Regions from separate parts of the Hordeum vulgare genome. Here region 2 is linked to region 1. A link is a contact called in public HiChIP or PLAC-seq data. All regions are on one chromosome and are shown on one strand. The core of a region is the stretch at or near the end of the contact, and the rest is flanking DNA. Distances in the headings are between cores, read along the strand shown.

What was found. HiChIP or PLAC-seq counts read pairs in DNA pulled down with a chosen protein or histone mark.
Region 2: an H3K4me3 HiChIP or PLAC-seq map of embryo shows a contact between it and region 1, with 5 times the contacts expected there. The contact joins the promoter of LOC123426768 here to the promoter of LOC123430300 in region 1. A contact is called at or near these places in 2 of 6 Hi-C or Micro-C datasets (leaf and seedling) and 1 of 1 datasets of contacts at active chromatin or transcription factors (embryo).

The regions. Positions count from the first base shown.
Region 1 is chr2H:482,563,077-482,569,281 of MorexV3_pseudomolecules_assembly, forward strand. LOC123430300 (glutathione S-transferase TCHQD) reads right to left here and starts at 1,578. Exons shown (of 3, transcript XM_045114171.1): 1 at 1,367-1,578; 2 at 414-624; 3 at 1-313. The coding sequence starts at 622.
Region 2 is chr2H:483,147,788-483,154,548 of MorexV3_pseudomolecules_assembly, forward strand. It overlaps LOC123426768 (ultraviolet-B receptor UVR8-like), which reads right to left and starts at 1,784. Exons shown (of 11, transcript XM_045110649.1): 1 at 1,097-1,784; 2 at 578-911; 3 at 325-406. The coding sequence starts at 1,187.

The DNA.
Region 1 (6,205 bases), core at 328-2,827:
AACATCATCAAGGAGTTTGCTCAGCTCCTCCTCACTTTGCCGCATAGTCTCAGGGTCCTTCAGTCTGTCTTCGGTCTCATATGCATCACGGAGCTTGACATGGTACATGCTAGCTAAATCTGGGGCTTCAGCCATTCGAGCAATCAGCACTCGACGAATGAACTTGGAGACAAATGAACGGTACTTTAGTGGGGTGTGAGTTAGTGTGAACATCTTAGGATTCCAACCATCAACTTTCTGCATCCATTGGAGAACCTCGGTATTCACAGGCTGTATTTCACCACTTAAGTGCACTGCGAGTCTGTCTATGTACCTATGAAAATATAGAGGAGATAAATGAATATTGCTGTTTGATCAGCAGTATCGAATGCGTCTAAGTTTGAGCCATTCCAAGGGTGAATGAAAGAACGTACTGGATGATATCGATGGCGCGGAAAATGACATGAGCGCCATTTTGGAAGACAGGGAGCTTCGCTGAAGGGTTCATTCGGAAGAAGGCCACATTCATGTTTTTCCCCGTTAGCGGATTGACATGATATGATGTGTAGTCAATACCCTTCTCTTCCAGGGCTATCCGCACCTTCTGACTGTCCAGTGAATACGGATGGTGATACAGCTGCATTGCTACATTAGCAGCAAAAAAAAAACATGTGATTAGTATCCCTGATCGGTCTTGCAGTGTGAATGGACTATGATGGGAGATGGACAGTTCGCTCAAACTAAGTTGCAGTGTGAGTAAGAGACTGTTATGAGAAAATAGGCAGTTGGTTCAAACGAAGTAGTCTCGGGGGATAGATGGAAGCAAGGTGGGTGGTTAGTGTGCGTATATTCAGATAGTTGCATATGGAAAAGGCGAAAACTATGAGAGTAATTGAAGACACGCAATATTCAGAGTCAAAAAACAACGGATTGATCATTTCATCTGTACATGTTTAATGTTATAATTTATTCATCAGACGATACTACTAATACATATACTGATCATAACATCTGCATCTCACTACAAATTCTAAGCACAAGGACCAATCGCGTTTGCCTCAGTTAGATGTTAGCCGGAACCAATCGCGTTGCAGTGTGAAATATAGACCTCTAATCTCCCGGGGTCATGAATTCAGGATCAACACACTCTTACAAGTGCTTTTAAATTGGGGGAAAAGGCGGCTTTGTCCAGAATCTCGCCTTTAGCCCAAAAGTACTTGTACGCAACCACAAAAATAGACAACCAAATCTAATGCACCCAGTCCGGCGAGTTCCACTCAGAAGTCAATCGGCGCCCGCGCCCGCGGCTGATCTCACACATACGCCCAACCGAAAGGGGCAGCAGAAAAAGAACCAACAAACGGCGAAGCAGAGAGAAGGGCCTTACCTGGCGAGGAGTCGCGGGCGGAGGCGAGGGCGACGGCGGGGGGCGGAGGATGGGAGACCGGAGAGGCTTCGCGAAAGATCCTTCTCGGCGAGGAGACGGTTGGGGGGGAAGTGGGGATGTTGTTGGTTCTCGTCCTCGCCGGAACTCCTGAAGTGAACTGTATTTCAGGCTGTCCTCACAACTTTGTTTGTCCCTCTGTCACTCTCCTTTCCTTTGCCTGCCCAGTCGACGCGCTCTTGCCACCGTGTTCTGGTCGGTCGGTTACTCGGGTTTGATTATCTCCAGAGATCCCTGCTGCGTGCACCCGGGTGTGATGCCCCACGAATCAATGCATGTGTCTAGTTGTGCAAGTATATGCTTGCTTGTGTGGGAAGCAGGAAGTATCATGTACACTATACTTCAAAAGTATTGCATGTCTTCTCCATTAAAAATGAGAAGAAAAAACAAGTACCATCACATGTGAAGGATAGTCATACGCGATATCTACGCTCCACCCCCACGCATGTCAAGCTATGATATATGCGATGCATTCCCACCTATGTGCAGGGACAAAGTCACGATCCATGAAGAAGGGCGGAGGGGTGGGGGGAAGGGGGGGGGCAAACACTAGTTTGAAGAGTGTTTATGCATTTTTTCGGAAATTTGAAGTGTGTATTGGCAAAAAGACAGTCAACCATGGGGGCCATGGCTCCCCCTTGCCCCTTTGGATCCGTCGTTGCCTTTGTGTGTCGCCTTTTGAAAGCGTAAGCTCTACAAAAAAAAGGACACAACTTGGCTTGTGTGCGACTAGACATGATCAAGCACACGGCTATTGCGCTCAATCCACATGGAGCGCAGTCTCTTGGTGACGATAGAGCTCATCTCCGTATGAAGATGACGGGGTGCAATTGAGCATACCATTGGCCACCAGCCAACAAGGTCCTCCAATCCATTTGGTATAAAACCGTGTCGCTTATATGGCAAGAGTGCATGATACCAAAGTTCTTGAGAAAAGGGAAACCTCAAAAGCATGTGTTGGGTATCTCCTAAACATGGCGGCAAAGCAAGTGGCAGGGAGGGTGCTGGAGCGCACGTCCTACCAACCTATCCACGGTCTAGATGTTGTTTTGACGATGAGCCACATGTAAATATCTACCTCCAAAGGCGCCCAAGAATCCCACAACTACCTAGAGTATAGGCGAATTCACAGTTGAAGATGAATGCAGCGTAAATCTCTCTCAAAGAATACATATTGTTGACTGAGAGGCACCTGGAGAAGGAGGTTTGGCATGTCATCAATGCTCCGATCCTGCAACAAGACCAAAACTCGAGGAACTCAATGATTGTCGACACAGATGGCGTTCCATTGATATCATCGACCCACCTCGCTCTGGGAAAAGAATAGGCCACAACACTATTTGCATCACCGACCGCACAAAGCTAAGCAGGTGGGGAGAAATTTGTGTGATACTATGACCATTGATCCACCGATTCGTCCATAACCTCATATGATTACCATCCCCTAGCAAGCAATGCATCCCACATGCGCAAGCTCCTTCGGACTCAGTGCAATCTGCATGCCTATCCACGGTTTTCCCAAAATAGTTTTCTCCCGCCATCGCCACCTGATGTAAAGGGACCGATTCAACAAGCCAAGGTTCAGCACCGCAAGCCCGCATAGAGGCTTGGGCGTACACACAATATGTCATGCCACCAGACAACATCCTCAGGCGTCCTCAAAGCTCCTCTAGAAGAACCCTTGCATAAGCTTGTCTATGCACTTAAAGAACTATGGCGGAAGATCAAGCGCCATCATGTGGAAGATAGGCATGGCTAAGAGCTTGGAGTGGAAAAACAAATACGAGTCAACCAAGGAGTTGCACGGTAATGTTGTCGACGAGCGATTGGTGCTCTGCTCTAGATAGAGCCTTGATTGAAAGTGTCAATCCAAATACTTAACGGGGAAGGGTTGTATCAGGCAATAGAGGGCACTCATGATGCCCTACAAGTCCAAAACAATACAAAGAGTTGGCAACACTTAGCTTTTTGAGAAATTGCATACCATACGCAACGTCGCTAGAAAAGAACGGAGTAGATCCCTCTGTGCGATGGCCTCCTGGGCGTTGGCTTCATCGAAAGCAGAACATCGTCGATATAAAAGTGACAACCGGTGGTGAGACTCCAACGGTGAAGCGGCTCAAACACATCTGCTGCCCGACCTTAGTGAAGATGGTCGCCAACACATCCATGGCAATGATGAACAGTAACGGGAGGACCCCCCCCCCATCCGATAGTCCACGGTCGTGTTGGAAATATGCCCTAAGGCAATAATGAATATATTATAACGTCTTATATTTTTCATTCATAATTAAAAGTTATATTTGTGTATTATACTCCCTCCGTTCCTAAATATAAGTCTTTAAAGAAGTTTCATTAAAGGACTATATACGGATGTATATAGACATACTTTAGAGTGTAGATTCACTCATTTTACTCCGTATGTAGACTACTAGTGAAATATCTTAAAAGACTTATATTTAGGAACGGAGGGAGTAGTTTGCGTTGGTTCTTAAGTATGAGATATAGAGGAAAACTCATCGCATGTATGAAAACATAAACACCAAATGGACCCCTGGTCATGCATCTAGGACTAGTTCATGTATTGAAGATGATCGTATCTTTTCTGATCATGAGCATTGTTAAAGTAACATGCCATAATAATAAGAACACATTTTTATCAAAATAATGGTGTTGGGTAGACCCAACTTATGAATTACTACGACCTTCGGCGATTTTGACCACTATAGCCACGGGAGAGAAGACGAGGGGAGGGGCGCAGGGCTGTTAGCGGATGGGGTTGCTGAATATGACTTCGACGGCCACGACACGGGTCGGATGGACAAGCGTTGATGAGAGTGTATTTTGCATGCATATATTTTTAGCAGGAAGTATGTATTTAAGGAGCTTGTTCCTGAATTTTTGAGCTATAAAAGGTCTTCAGAAAAAAGACTAGATTGCACTTACTAAACCGGATATCTTTAGGGGATTGTAATTTTTTTAAGAGGAAAGTAGAGATGCTTTCACTAACCAAACGCCCCGTTCAGTAAAGCGTTGGTTGTGGATCAATTTTGCATGGGCGAGCGGCACGCAAGCCTGTAGTGCAGCCGATATGTGTGTGATCCAAGTATTTTTGCTTGGCGGGGCCAATGGGTGCGGCGATGACGTAGGAGAGGTCAGCGTCAACAACAACGTGACGGTTACCTCACGCCGTATGCCCATCGCGTCCAACTCCGTTCTCCTCTGCCGACCATCCGATCCGACATGAACTCGGCGACAATTCAAGGAAAAAGTTTTCAACCTTGAATTTATATTGGTCGAACGAAATAAACCCTCAACTCGAAATCCCGATCCATTGCACCCTCAATATGCAATCTCGGTCTAAATCAAATTCTCGCACCATGTCAACTGGGATTCATTTTTTGGACCGGCCTGTTTTAAAACCACTATTTAATATTTTTATAAACATATTTCGAAACGGACAACACATTTCCAAACAAATATTTTTTCCCTGAAACACGAACATTTTTTATAATATGCGAACCATTTTATAAAATCTCTCAAAAATAGAAAACGTGAATTTTTTTCAAAATCAGAACATTTTTCAAATTCGAAAATACTTTTTGGATGCGCGAACATTTTTTCTTGTAGTTGTGGAGTGATGCATGCATTTGTTCTTGTAGTTGTGAGTATATTAAGACTGTAGCTTAAGCTTTACCTGGTCAGCATTTTTTTAAATTTGTTAATCTTTTTCAAAAATGACGAACCTTTTTTCAAATATTTCTTATAGTGTGTTGGGACAAATCCGGTCCGACGAGGAACGCCGAATAGCCTACAGGTATGCATAATACACACCATGACAACCCACACATACACGTACATGCACACGTAATATACAATAAATATTTTAACGACACACAATGAACTCTATATAATATAAAAGAAAATAAATAGTAACAAAAAAAGAAATTGAAAAGTATAAAAGTATAAAATATAAACTGAAATAGAAAATAAAAATAAAATAAAAACGAAAGGAAAAAAAGAACCAGAAAACAAAAATATAAAAAACAAATAACAAACGAAAACCTGAAGCAAAACAATGCGTAGCACTCGTTGCCGTGAAAAGGGAGCTTCATTGTTCGAAACTAATATGTGAGGAATGTACACGGTCATTAATTGATGACTGTAAAATAATGTTAGAGCCAACGACCTAGCTGAGGTTCAAAATATATTTCAAAATTATAAAAATATACATGTGTGTAATTTTAAAATTATTGCATTTGGAAAATGTTCATACATTTCAAAAAAATGTTGGGGACAATTAAAAAAATGTATATGATGTATTATTATTTTTAACATGTATTCTAAAAAAATGTTAATCATATGTTAAAAACCATTTTAAGGTGCTTCCTACGTACTATAAAATAACCTGTGGACTTCACAATGTTTTTGAAAATCCCTGAATTTTAATTTTAAAAATTCATCTATTTGTTTTCAAAATCGTTGAACTTTTTTTATATCCATGGTTATTTCTTCAAAATTCGTGAACTTTTTTTCTCACTTTTTTTTAATTTCCTAAATATTGTGATGTCCGATAGCGAGATGGGTCTGACTGGTCTGGCCCAGTCTTTTTCGCGCGTGCACAGCCCAATCCCGGTTAAGTCAGCAATCCCCGTTTGCCAAACGAATGCAGGGTTTTTTTTAGACCAGGATTACATAGTTCAGGGTGCAATCGACAGGGATTTCGAGTTGGAGGTTCGTTTCGTCGAACCTCTACAAATTCAGGGTTCAAAATGGACTTTT
Region 2 (6,761 bases), core at 534-3,033, 580 kb after region 1:
GTTTAATCATTAACGCGGTGCTATTCACTGATGTCTATATCAGAGTGGTACCTATGTATAAATGACGGAATGCCCATCCCAATAACCTGACAGGATCCCACCTACACTACATGTCATGTTGGTCTGTATAGGAGTGTTGCAAACCATAACAATGATTTTCACATGACATGCTTCCCCGGTAGGGAATCCCTACCGTAACAAAATGCGATCAAAAGATTGTTGTCATGGACAAATATCAAAGAAGATGACACTAGATTATTATTTTTCTTGTACCATATATTTGCATCTGCTATCTAAAAATAGCACATAAGAAGAATATTGCACCTCAAAAGCTTGAATCGTTTGTGGGAGCAGCGAATCTTCAGTAGTTCCAAGACCAAGCTGGCCATTTTGGTTACGCCCCCAACTAAAACAAGCATGTATCAGAAGTTCAGACTAAGTAACAGTCACTCGAAGATCAGCAAGAGCAATGCAGTGCAGGTATCTTATCAATTGCCGAAAAGTCCTCTCAGCAACACATAGTATCTTTTCCATGTTTTGAAAGGCGGCTGGTACATACTGTTGCTAGCCGTCTTACCTGAGCACTTCACCGGCCATGGTGACGGCCAGGCAGTGGCTATCCCCACAGGCTAGCTGCTTGATCTTGATCCCCTGCAGCGCCTTGACCGGCTGGGGCGTGAAGACGTCGGTGGAGTTGCCGTGGCCGAGCCTCCCGAAATCCCCCCACCCCCAGCTGTAGACCTGGTGCTCGTCCTCGGAGTAGGCGGTGGTGTGGTCCGCCCCGCAGATGACGGACGTGATCCCCGGCGCGTCGAAGCCGCTGATCACCGTCGGCACGAGCCGGTCCTCCGCGTCCCCGTGGCCGAGCTGCCCGTCCTCTCCCCTGCCCCACGTGCACAGCACATTGCCCGCTGCAAAGCACAAGCCGCCGCCGCCGCCGCCACGGCACGGACCCGTCAGCACCACGATCCACACTAACACCTGGACCTGGAAAGAATCCCCGCCCTGTGCGCGCCGAGACGACGCTCGACGAAATGCTCCCCATGCCCGGAAAGAAAGAAAGAAAGAAAGAAAGAAAACGGTCCGTTCGACTTACCGAGGAGGGCGACGGAGTGGCTGGCACCGGCGGAGACGAGGACGACAGCGGGCGGCGCTTCGTCGGCGACGGCGGATAGGGCCGCGTCCATCTGCCGATCGCCGATCTGGGCTCTCGCGGCCACCCGAGAGGGGTGAACTCAAGTGAGCGGATGAAAATATCTGGGAGGCCGCCAATAATTATCGGTAATGATTATGCTAAGCGACACCAAGAATGGCGATGGCTAGGGAGGGAGGGAGCCAGGGAGGCCAGGGGCGGGTTTAAAGCGGGCCGGGACCCGGAGGCGAAGGCGAGAAGGGACGGCGGCCGCGGTGGGACGGGATGGGATGGGATGGGCGACCTGCCGACTGCCGTAATAAATGTGCTAGCTAGCGTACGTACAAGCCCATCCCATGTGACGCTTCACAGCGCGCTCCGGTGACTGTAGTAGTAGAAGCTCGGCGAGATGGATTACCGCGCGTCATTAAGGGCGGCAAAGGTGGACGACGACCGCCTCCCTTTGCTTCTTGGCCGGAGAGCGGGCGGGTGTTTCGCTGACGCGTGGCCTCGTGACCGGTGGTGGTCCAGGCCTGCAGCGGGTGGGTCTGCTCTGCGAGAGGTTGGGGGTTTGGGGAATGGAGACGGAGGCGGAGGTGGAGGTGGAGGAGGACCACTCGTTCGGCCCCGGCGAGTGAAGAGACGAGAGCGCGCGACGTCGCCTTCCCCGGCTTATCTGAATTTTAAACTCGCTGCGCACCAACCCCTGCCTTTTTCTCTCGGCTTCCAAATCAGATGGATACGGTTGCGTCTGGATCATCGCCGTACGGGTACGTTGTATGTATCGTGCGTGCCAGGTTTGCCTTTTTTTCTTTTCTTTTTTAAAAAACTAGTACAAATACCCGTGCGTTGCAACGGGCAAAAAATATCATAAAACCTATTTCATGTGTTAGTATGCGTCATTTATTATATATAGTTTTAATAACCATCATTAATAATTTTAGAACTGAGACATGTTGTGAAAATAACATTTTTTGGAACACATGTTTTTCTGAAATAGAATTTTTGAAACATTGTGATTAATTTAAATGGTCTTTTAAAAAAGTTAGAACGTTTTTTCAGAAAATTTGAATTTTTTTAATAAAAGCATGAACATATTTAAAAGCATAATTTTTTTAGTGCAAGAAGAGTTTACAACACTCCTTATCTTAAAAAGCACACATGCTCGGTGCTAGCACGTATAACAACATCTAGTAGCTTTTGGTCGGTGCAGCCAATTAAAAAAGCATTCCACACTAAGCTATCTCCCACCGCATGGACCTTATCCGCATCACCATTCTTCCAGGCCCTGCTCTCCTTTCTCTTCTTCGTGCTCCAGCCACACACACACCCACGGGAGCGTGAGGTGCTCTAGTCCACTTGGAAATTGGATTGTCCAAATGGTGCACTCCAGAAGAAAGCGGGTGCACATGGGGGCGACTTCTCTGCCACATCGCTGAAGGAATTAGATGGATGGCTAATGAGATTGGTCGGGCCTGCACATGTGGCGGCTGGGTTTGTGGCGGAGGCGTGGCAACGGTGACCGGCGGCTGGGTTTGTGGCGGAGGCGTGGCAACGGTGGCCGGCAGCTGCTTTATGTGGCCGTGCGGATCTGCGCCCAGGCTTCAGGCTCCGGATCGGCGTGGTCGTCGTGTGCAGTCCACCCTCCCACGGCGCCTTGCCGCGGGGCTTCGAGCCTAGATCTCGCTCCCCTACGCGGTCTCTGGCTTGGAGCTCACAAAGTGGAGTGTGCGAGAGGAGTGATTCGGGCAGGAGACTGTTGCGGTTCCTGTCATGGTGCCACTCCAAGGACTCCGCCTGATTGGGGGATGAGGAGCACGACAGGCCGATTGCGGTGCTTGCACGGATGGGTGACCTCCTCGGCCTCGCGTCACCGGTGACAGGGCTGAGCTCCCTTGCGTCCTCGTCGGAAGCAGGCGACCGACGTCCTCCTACGCATACTTGACCCCGCCCCCTCGGCCTCACGTCACCGGCGACAAGGCTGAGCCGAGCTCCCCGAGCTCCCTCGCCTCCTCGCCGAAGCCGACGGCCGGCTGGTCGCCTCCTCGCCAAAGCCGACGACCGGCTGGGAGCTCCCTCGCCTCCTCGGCTCCTCCTGCACATCCTCGCCCCCATCTCCTCGCGCCTGCGCGCCCCCTCCTCGACCCCGCCTCCTCGTGCCCGAGCTGAGATGCCAGCGGTGGGCGTGCGTGGTCTCTGGATAGGATAGGAAGACGTTGACCGCGGGGAGGGGGGATTTTGTAAAAACGAAACGTTTTTCAACTATAAACAATGGACTGCGGGTTTATTCAGCCAAACGACATGGATTTTTTTGTAAAAATGTCTCGGTGGAAATTCCGACGGAAGCGATAGCCTCTTTATTATTAGGTAAAGATATATCGCATTAGAGGTGTTTCGTTGCCTACGTTACACCCAAACAGGATCAATCGGTGCGAAAAATAAAATTTGGTTGCGTACAGAGAGTGTGACTCACACGCGCGCACAAAATGTAGAGAAACCCAGAGCATGGTTTGCTAGGAACACAGAATCAACCGTTTCTGACGAGATATGCTGAGTCGAGCGTAAAATAGGAAACGACGTGTGCAGCGGTGTAAGGGGATTGGATGCAGAGATGGCGGGAGGCTGAAATGTGCTAGCGCGGAATGGTACGAAATCTAGTTTCAACCTTATTTACTCGCTCATCTCATGCTCTAGGACAAGTTCATCCTCAGTTCTTGACAGCGACAGCGGCGACAACTCAGATCTGTGCAAACGACGGAGGCGACACCATCACTGTGTGGCGACAAGAGGTGGATGTCCCCTTCTTCTTGGCCTCTGCCACATCCTCATAGTTGGAATCATGGCCCCCCTTCCGTGTCCTCGTCATCGACTCCGAAGCTAGTGAGCGGCATACACCCCCCTCCCTCCTCATGTGCTACGTCGTTTATTAGGCCCTTGTTGAGATCCCGATCCTAAAGCACACAAATCTAGCATGTCACACATCGTATAGTTTTGCGGCCTCACGTACGGTATACAACGACTGTCACCTTACCTAGGTCGGAACCATTTGCGCCTTTTGGCTCACGTATACGATTATGTCGCTAGTATCCATATGTCAGAGAAGATGGGTCGACATGACTAGTTATAGACCCCAGTGGCACAAACAGTACAGGGATAGACATACATATCCCAGCAATGCACATGTCAGCCATCAACGTGTGTAACTGAGTCGTAACGAGCTACAAGGACTCGAGTAAGCACCGCGTGACATTTCCCCATAAGAACAAACACATGAGTAAAGAAGGATACATGCCAGTTAATCGTATGTGTGTGGAGTAGTAGGAACTACCAAGGCTCAGTGGAAGCACAAAGAGGCATTTCCTTGTAAGGAAGGTTACCATAGGCATACAACTAGGTGTCGAACCCCACACATATCAATGCATTTCAAAACATACACGCAATATGCACGATATATGTAGATACAACATGGCATCACAACATAACTCTATGTTGGAAATATGCACTAGAGGCAATAATAAAATAGTTATTATTATATTTCCTTGTTCAAGATAATCATTTATTATCCATGCTAGAATTGTATTGATTGGAAACTCAAATACATGTGTGGATACATAGACAACGCACTGTCCCTAGTAAGCCTCTAATGAACTAGCTCGTTGATCAAAGATGGTCAAGGTTTCCTGACTATAGATATGAGTTGTCATTTGATAACGGGATCACATCATTAGGAGAATGATGTGATGAACAAGACCCAAACCATAAATGTAGCTGATGATCGTGTCAGTTTACCGCTACTGTTTTATGTATGTCAAGTATTTGTTCCTATGACCATAAGATCATGCAACTCCCGGATACCGGAGGAATGCCTTGTGTGTATCAAACGTCACAACATAATTGGGTGAATATGAAGGTGCTCTATAGGTATCTCCGAGGGTGTCTGTTGGGTTGGCGTGAATCGAGACTGGGATTTGTCACTCCGTATGACCGAGAGGTATCTCTGGGCCCACTTGGTAATGCAACATCGCAATGAGCTTGCAAGCAATGTGACTAAGTAGTTGGTCACGGGATTCTGTATTACGGAACGAGTAAAGAGACTTGCCGGTAACGAGATTGAGCTAGGTATGAAGATACTGACGATCGAATCTCGGGCAAGTAACATACTGATGGACAAAGGGAATAGCATGCGAGATTGATTGAATCCTTGACACTAAGGTTCGACCGATGGAAGATCTTCGTAGAACATGTAGGAATCAATATGGGCATCAAGGCCCCGCTATTGGTTATTGACCGGAGAGTGTCTCGGTCATGTGTGCATAGTTCTCCAACCCGCCAGGTCTACACACTTAAGGTTCGGTGACGACATAAGCATAATTGAGTCATTGTGTTGGTGGCCGAAGGTTGTTTGGAGTCCCGGATGAGATCCCGGACGTGACGGGGAACTTCGGTTAGTCCGAAGGTGAAGATTGATATATAGGATGAAGGTTATTGGAGTACGGAAGTGTTCTGAGGTGTACCGAGGGAATCACGGAGTGCCCAAAGAGGTTTCGAGAGGCCCCGACAATTGTTGGGGGGGCTTATGGGCCAAAGAGATGGGGCACCGCAGCCCACCAGGGGGCTGGGTGCAGCCCTTCTCTCCAACCCACTTCGGCTGAAGGGGTGCGGGCCTGCTTGGGGCACTGCCGGCCCAACTTGGGTGACAAGGCTCCCAAGTGGAGGGGCCACCCTAACCCTAGCCGCCGCCCCTCCCCTCCCTAGGGCACCGGCCCCTGATACGTCCATTTTGCATCATGCTTTTATATTGATATTTATTGCATTATGGGCTGTTAATACACATTATGGTACAATACTTATGCATTTTCTCTCTTATTTTGCAAGGTTTACATGAAGAGGGAGAATGCCGGCAGCTGGAATTCTGGATCGGAAAAGGAGCAAATCTGAGAGACTTGTTCTGCACAACTCCAAAAGTCCTGAAAACTTACAGAGAATTGTTTTGGAATATATAAAAAATATTGGGTGAAAGGAATACATCAGGGGACCCACCAGGTGGCCACAAGCCAAGGGGTGCGGCCTACCCCCTGGGCGCGCCCAGCAGGCTTGTGGCCCCCCTGGCAGGCCTCCGGTGCCCATCTTCTGCTATATGAAGAGTTTTGACCTGGAAAAAATCATATCAGAACTTTCGGGACGAAGCACCGCTGTCTCGAGGCAGAACTTCGGCAGAACCAATCTAGAGCTCCGACGGAGCTATTCTGCTGGGGAAACTTCCCTCCCGGAAGGGGAAATCGAAGGCATCATCATCACCAACGATCCTCTCATCGAGAGGGGGTCAATCTCCATCAACATCTTCATCAGCACCATCTCCTCTTCAAACCCTAGTTCATCTCTTGTATCCGTTCTTTGTCTCAAAACCTCAGATTGGTACCTGTGGGTTGCTAGTAGTGTTGATTACTCCTTGTAGTTGACGCTGGTTGGTTTACTTGGTGGAAGATCATATGTTTAGATCCTTGATGATTATTAATACTCCTCTTATTATGAACATGAATATGCTTTGTGAGTAATTACGTTTGTTCCTGAGTACATGGGATAAGTCTTGTTATAAGTAATCATGTGAATTTGGTATTCGTTTGATTTT